2 separate regions of the Drosophila melanogaster genome follow, and region 2 is linked to region 1. A link is a contact called in public Hi-C data. All regions are on one chromosome and are shown on one strand. The core of a region is the stretch at or near the end of the contact, and the rest is flanking DNA. Distances in the headings are between cores, read along the strand shown.

The links. Hi-C and Micro-C count contacts between places; a contact is called where the count stands out from the background.
Region 2: a contact with region 1 is called in a Hi-C map of the OSC cell line, with 2.9 times the contacts expected there. A contact is called at or near these places in 6 of 107 Hi-C or Micro-C datasets (the D17-c3 cell line, the OSC cell line, the S2 cell line and 2 more) and 1 of 7 datasets of targeted methods (the S2 cell line).

The regions. Positions count from the first base shown.
Region 1 is chr3L:21,380,771-21,384,561 of dm6, forward strand. It overlaps rgn (regeneration), which reads left to right and starts at 1,731. Exons shown (of 7, transcript NM_141055.4): 1 at 1,731-2,314.
Region 2 is chr3L:21,474,653-21,478,263 of dm6, forward strand. It overlaps croc (crocodile), which reads right to left and starts at 1,827. Exons shown (of 1, transcript NM_079478.4): 1 at 1-1,827. The coding sequence starts at 1,542. The coding sequence ends at 16.

The DNA.
Region 1 (3,791 bases), core at 481-2,980:
CCACTTTATTGGGTGATTGGGTGACCCTCCATCAAAAGTACTCTGGACTTTCTTGATGCACTTGGGGAAGTTTACAATTTAATCCCAAGTTTGCTACTTTGGGAAAGATACTTTGCCTGCCTTGAATATAGAAATAACTTATCATTTTATAAATACATGTTTACTTTTACAAGATAAGGAAATAAAACAACGAAGCTTATAAGTAAGTACTCAAGGTTTTTTTCTATTCTAACATTAGTATTATTATTCTATAAGAGTATATCAGACTCGGTCAAGAGAATCACCCCTCTTGTCGTTTTAAATGGGTCAGGCGCGCACAAGCAATGAAAATGTTAATGCTGCTCCTTGAATACATTAGTGGTTGTTGTTGTTTCTGCGACTAAGGTTGCACTTGTTGATGTTGCGCTGTTTATGTTGCTCTTCTTGCTCAACCACGAACGGAACAAGTTGCTGCAGTTTGAGAGCTTTTTAGAAACACATTGTTGAAGTCCTACGAATAATTGATTGAACTATCAAATTACAGTGTACAAAAATTAACGAATTTGTTTTTCTTTTAATTCTTCTAGAACTGTTCTTTATCGCTATGCAAATTTCAAAAGACCATTGCATGATTCATTGGCGCTGATCAACGTAATTGTTTATAAATACAGCCGGCAGCGGCAGACAGATGGCGTCATTCGTTTGCATTGAATGTGGTCAGGAATTTTAGTATTTTTTCCTCAGACCATTTGCAGGTTGACTGAGCCGCAGAAGTAAACAGAAAATCTGCTGGCAACACTTTCTTTGTTGGGCAACAAAAAAAGAATTCGGTTTATTGCTCGGCTATTAGAAACATTCAGTTTTAGTTATAAAGAACGAGAGGAGACAAGACGCACCCGTTTCGCCCATAAATTAACTGGGCCAAGCACTCTGATCTCATGCAAAAACTCGAGTCGAATCGGCGCCCATAAATTTAAATGTCTTTATAAATAAGCATGGCGAGAGGCAGCCAAAACAAAAAGGAAATCCAAAGCGAAACTAAAATAAACCCAACCGTATGAATTATAAATCACGCATCGCCAATTAAAAGAAGCCTGGCATTTGAAAAACAACTCAAAGTAGCGGATCACACTTCAAACGAATAAAAGCGCGAAAAAGAGCGAAAACTTCGCTCCGCAACATGTTGCTAGAGTGGGGAGCCGTTGTAAGCAAAACATGTGGAGCCAAACCGGCAATTTCGCAAAAGAGCACACTTGTACTCTTTCAGTTTCAGCTTTAGAGCTTGAAGCTCTCTTTGAACACCAAAAATTTGCGGGGAGTATCAATGGAATCTATGGGAATTATATCCCTTTTTTTTATAAATCATCTGCATATGCCATTAATTATGAAGGATTTAATGAAATAATGTTTATTTATGTATATATATATATATATTATCCCATTTTTTTGATTCAAAATATTTTTAATGAAATGTCTGCTGGTAACGGAATCTGAACTAAATAAAATGTAGCATAAACTATGACTAGAAAGTTATATAATCCGTCTGTCTTTTTACTTGTAAGCATTATTATTTATGGCCACTTTAAGACCACCTCCCATATGGAAGTGTTTTTCCAGTGTACCTCTCTATCGCTCTCTCTCTCTTTCTCTTCTTCCTCTTCTTCTCTTGTCGACAACAGCATCACAACACCAACGCTGGCAAGCCGGCAGCGGCAGCTGAGCAGCGAGCTTTGAGTTTGCTTTCGCGATAGCCAGTCGCAATTTTCCGTTCGTGGTGAACACACGCGTTTTGCAGCGCAAAGCCGGTACTCGAATTTTAAATATCTTGGCCGTTAGAAGTAGTTGGCCGAAGGCGAGAACTAACCATCTGAGACTAAAAAACCGAGCGACAACAACACGTGCCACTAACAATTAGCTGAAAAGTGATCCGTCGCTTGTTGGCTTCTTTTGGCAAGTTTGTTTTTTGCCAGAGGTGGATATTTCGGTCGTGCCGGTTAGATTGGTCCGACACCTTTAACGATTTCATATATACGATATAGATATTATAATATTCCTATTTCTCCTCCGCAACCGAATCCGTGTGATTAGTACCCCCCACCGAAATCGCGCTAATTGGCTTGATTTTGGGTCCAAAATTAAATATCAAGTTTCAATATTTACCGTGTGTTCGCGAAATCGGACAGTCTGTCAACTGCGGAAACCGAAAGAAATCTATATACAAGCATATATACATATATATTTTGGGCATCGGGCCAACATCGGTGGTGAAGTGAGCTTGGAAAGCAGGGAGTTCTGCCTATTTGCATTTCAAATTGCTAGCGAACATCTAAGAACGGTAAGTGGCGGCTCCCCGCCAAAAAAAAATCAGAGACCAAAAATGGCACTGGCTAAGTGAAAATCAAACAAGAAGTGGTACAATTAACTCGGACGCTTTTCGATTCGATTTCTGGATATTTCGGGCGCATATTTGCATAACCCGATGCGAATATACCCACATACATATACATATACATATACGTATATATTTTTAAGCTTGCCCATTTCCTTTCGGCTGCATAAATTATCCCACTTTTCTATTCTATTCGCTCGCAATTCTAATTAAGTGCCGAGACCTGCCCCAATGATGTTGCCACTCCCACGACCCTTAGCTGACCTCAACCCCCTCGATTGCTACACGGAGAAAAGCTTATAATAGTGTGTTCAGTATTTCATATCAGTTCGAGTTTTTGTTTAAAAATTATCAGTGCAAACGAATGTTATCAATCATTCAGAGCTAATGTAATTTCCGAATTAACACTTGGCAACATGAAATATTTAAATAACTATATTATTTAGTCAATAAAGGTGGATTGCTTAAGAGTTTCTAGTTTTGCAAAACCAAGCAATTACAAAAAATACATTCATTAGTTTTAGAATAATATTATGACTTAACTTTAATAATTTCTGCACCTAGTTTATTTGATAAGATGTATTTCATGTTTATTGAATCAAAATGAGTTATTTTATAGCAAATTCTGATAATTTTATATAAAACTTTGTTTATTACGCTTGTATACTTGTGTATAAATTTTGATATGCTAAAAATTCTTTCACCGGCACAATGAGGCGTCACCATGATAAGCCGAAGATAGTGGCTAATTTGCTAGATTACAGAACTTCATTGATTTTCTTTCGCCGTGCATTTGGTTGGCACTCGACGGCTTTTGACTGCCCTTTTTGCTATCCGTGCTCTTGTAGAAATTGTTAACAAAACTGTAGATTTATGCAGTAGATTAGCTCGTCAACGGCAAGTGAAGGCCGAAGGATATGCTCAGTCCCCCGAATCCGCTTATTAATGAGCTGTCACAGGGCAATGGGATCAGGGATTTGGGAACTGGTCAACGGGCAGCGGGAATTGGACTCCACTGGTGGTCAAGATGGACTGGGTCATCAATTAATGTTAACGTGGCGATGTCGTCAGAGCTGCTCGCTCGCTAATGTCCTTGCCACACTTTTGTCAATCACAAGCATTTTTTCCTCGCCTCTTTGCAATTTGTATTATTTTTGCCAGCCGTGCGAATGCATTTCATATTCATAAGCTGTCGGATCCATTGAGCGAGTGAGTGAGTGTGACTAAGCCGACAACTTCCACAAGCCACAAGAAATAATAATCGTTAAATCGATTTGCTGTATTTTTCGGGGGGAGCAGCAGTTGGGGTACGTGACCAATGGTGACCTTCAACGGAGCAGCCTGCTCCTGGGAGATTTAAGCCAAATGCACGAATCGCTTTTCGAGGGTCATAAATAAAAAAGCCATCCCCTCTCAGTTTCTC
Region 2 (3,611 bases), core at 577-3,076, 94 kb after region 1:
ATCCAGCCCACAGGCTTACACCCCGTACTTGATGCCGTACTCCTGGTAGTGGCCCACATGCGGTCGGTAGTGGCTCAGATTGCTCAGCTGACCCAGCTGGCCCAGGTTCCCGCTAAGCGCCGCATGGTGATGATGGTGGTGGTGGTGGCTACTGATCACCGCCGCCGCTGCTGCCGCTGATGCCGCTGCCACGGATGCGGAGGCAGGTGGACTGGCGGATTGTAGGCTGCCGGTGGGACTACCGGTGTCCAGTTGGCAGGATTGGTTCTGCTCGAAGATCATGTCGCGGAAACCCAGTGCCGATGTGGGACTGCTGGTCAGCACGCTGGAGGATCCTCCACCGCCACCGCCGCCGCCTCCGCCACCGTTGCCCACTCCATTGTGGTTGAGTACGCTGCTGCTGTTGTTGTTATTATGTCCCGGGTGGGTGGGTGTGCCCTGCTGCCCATTGTGAGGAACGGGTTCCGATGGTGGCGTTTCCGGGGTATACCAACCCCCGTGCGCGGGACCATGCGGAGTTGAGATCGTGGTGGGCGAGTGTCCGGACGATTGGCCTCCCGCTCCTTGGCCGCCGGGGGTCAGAGGATGGGCCACGTGCGCCACATGACGCTGCAGTTGCTGGGCATGATGGGCCGCCGCAGCGTGGTGGACATGATGCATCTGACTGCTGGCCACCGTGGCCAAGTTGTCCTCGTTCAAGTGGTAGGGATAGGCGCTGTGATGGATCCGCGGGTTGTACACATTCATGAGTGAGTCCACGGTGAAGCCGGGATGCTCCACTCCGCCGCCAGCCAAGTGGTTCATTTGGGCCAAGCTGTCGTGGCAGGAGTTGAGCATTGCGGCATGGGAGACCTCCTTGCCACTTAGACAACCCAAGTCCATTAGGGGCTCCTTTTTGAAGTGGGCAGCATGGGCGGCCATGTGCTTGGCCTCCAGTATGCCGTTGGTCATCAGCTTGAGGGGCTTCATCTCGGCCAGCTTCTCGTTCATCATGGCCTGCCGCTTGATGGCCTCCTCCTTCTCCCGCATCACATCCTTCTTCTTGAAGCGGCGACGCCGGCGAAGGAAGGAGCCGTTGTCGAACATGTTGTAGGAGTCCGGATCCAGAGTCCAGTAGGAGCCCTTGCCGGGCTTCTTGTCATCGCGGGCCACCTTCACGAAGCACTCGTTGAGGCTAAGATTGTGCCGAATGGAGTTCTGCCAGCCCTGCTTGTTGTCGCGATAGTAGGGAAATCGCTCCATGATGTACTGATAGATCCCGTTCAGGGTCACCTTCTTGTCCGCCGCATTCTGGATGGCCATGGCTATCAGGGCGATGTACGAGTAAGGTGGCTTTACAATCTCCTTGTTCTGGTGCGGGGCACCCAGGCCGTAGGCGCTGGCCGAGTACGGATAGCGGGAGTACTGGTCGTATGCGTAATGTGCCGCTGCTGCAGCGGAGGCGCTGCTGGCCGCCGCCACCGCGGATGCGGATCCGTAACCGGCTGCGGTCTGGGCATAGTGGCGCGTAAAGGAGTTCTGGTCGCTGAATAACGTATGCATGGCGGCGATTCCGGCGGATTTCTGATCGATTTTCCACTGCCGCCTTCTGGTATTTTCGTACTCTCTTGCTTTTGTCTTGCTTTCTTTCTCGAACTTAATCACTTCACCACTGGCTGCTTCTTATTATTTCTAGCGATAATATTTGCTTAAACAAGTCGCTCACATAAGTGCAGATATATAAATCTATATATATATATATATATATATGCATCTATTTGTAGTACAGGGGAAATGGGAGCGCAGAGCGAGCGCAGAACCGTTCGGTATAGTAACACGTCTGATACTGAATCTGTGTAACTGAAATAACACACAGCTCGCATCGAGCAGAAGCGTTTGCGTCGGCAGAGCGTCGCCCGCACCAGAAAGTATCTCGATCCGCTGCCGCACAGTATCTGTGTGTACCCGCACAATGTATCCGTATCTGCATGTGTATCTGCAGCCAACCAACGATGGCTGCCACTCGCAGTCAGTAAGTGAAGTGGGCCCGCAAACACAGCTGCGTCGAAAGTATCTGTGTGTGGCCAAGAGAAAGAGAGAGAGAGAGAGAGAGAGAGAGAGAGAGCGGACGCCATTCATGCTTTCTTTTTTGTATAGGAAAAAATAGTTAGCTAGCTACGGTGTGTGTCCTGTGGGCACTCCTCCCCTACCCGTCGCTTTTCCAAGCCCTTGTTTTTGTTGTTTAAACTAATGCTTAAAATACGGCCTATCGCCCTCTCTCTCTCTCCCTCTCTCTCTCTCACTTCCGCTCTCGCTCGCTCCCTCTATCTCGCATTCATGATATACTAGATACAATGGTAGTAAGAGCGAGCGAGAACCACATCAACTATGAGAGGCACCTGGGAAAGCCAACAGCACAGGCACAAGTGGGTGGAGGTGGTGGTGAACCAGGGGCTGCAAACGAGCCAACCACCCACTTAACTCACCCTTCCAATGACTTCGGCATAAATTAGTGATAAAGTTCTTTCGATCTCAGCTTAAAGTTGTTCGTCTTCTCGGGAGAGGCAGAGACCAAAAAGTTGCCTGCTAATTTGCAGTTTGATGGGTTTTCGCCAAGATGTTCAAGTTAAGGGCCACGTTTGAAGGTTGTTTTCGTTGAGGGCAAGGCATTAAGTTTTTAGCAACTCCCTTTTTCGGGCGCTTGAATTGACAATGGTTTTTTTGGTGTGCAAAGGGCAGGAATTTTTCAGGCTTATTTAAGGTAAGAATTTCAAGAATACTCAGGATATTAGACAAACATGTTTTCCACAGTTTTTCAAGAACTATTGTATCACCCTATATATAGGATCCTTATATAATAAAGATTCATTAAATTGTTGTTCATGTTAAAATGTCCTAAAAAAGAAAACCGAAATTTTTCTAATATCTAAAATGTATCTAATATCAAAAAGAATGAATATATATATGTAGAAAACTTTTCCCTTCTGCAATATTATTATGAAGCGAGTTATTTATTTAAAAATTGCTCTATTGGCGTGATTAGTTTAAATCAGAGATAATAATAATTGAACAGTTAATACAAGTAGAGTTTTGTACCATAAATTTATAACATATTAAAATTGCACTTGTTTTTATGTTATCTCCTATCCGCCTTTTGACTTGATACTCATTCACTCCACATTTCCAAACATCGAAAGGGTTACTAACCAATTTACAAGCCAAATAACGATAGAGTCAAACATAAAAAGTCCTTCGGCCTCGTCCTTCCCTCTCGCGACTCCTCTGCTCGTTGAGTCCTGCAGTGTCGTTTTTTTCGCAGACTTCATTTCTATTTTCTGCTTATTAAAACAATATTTTTTATTGACTTTGTCAGCTTTAAAGTAAATTTCATATGTTTATTTGGGCAAGGGCAAGTGTGCGTGTGGATGTGAGTGTGTGTACGCGAGAGGCCGAATGGGATGGGCTGGGTGTTTGTCTGGTTATTAGACACAGGGAAAACAAACACGCACATATTTATATTTGGATAATTTAAAAGTATGCTGACTATTTTTTATTTGTACTTTCCGTGGCTGTCTGCAAAAACCGAGCGCTTTGCATCACTTTAAAACCCCAATCGTCTGGGTAATTGATAC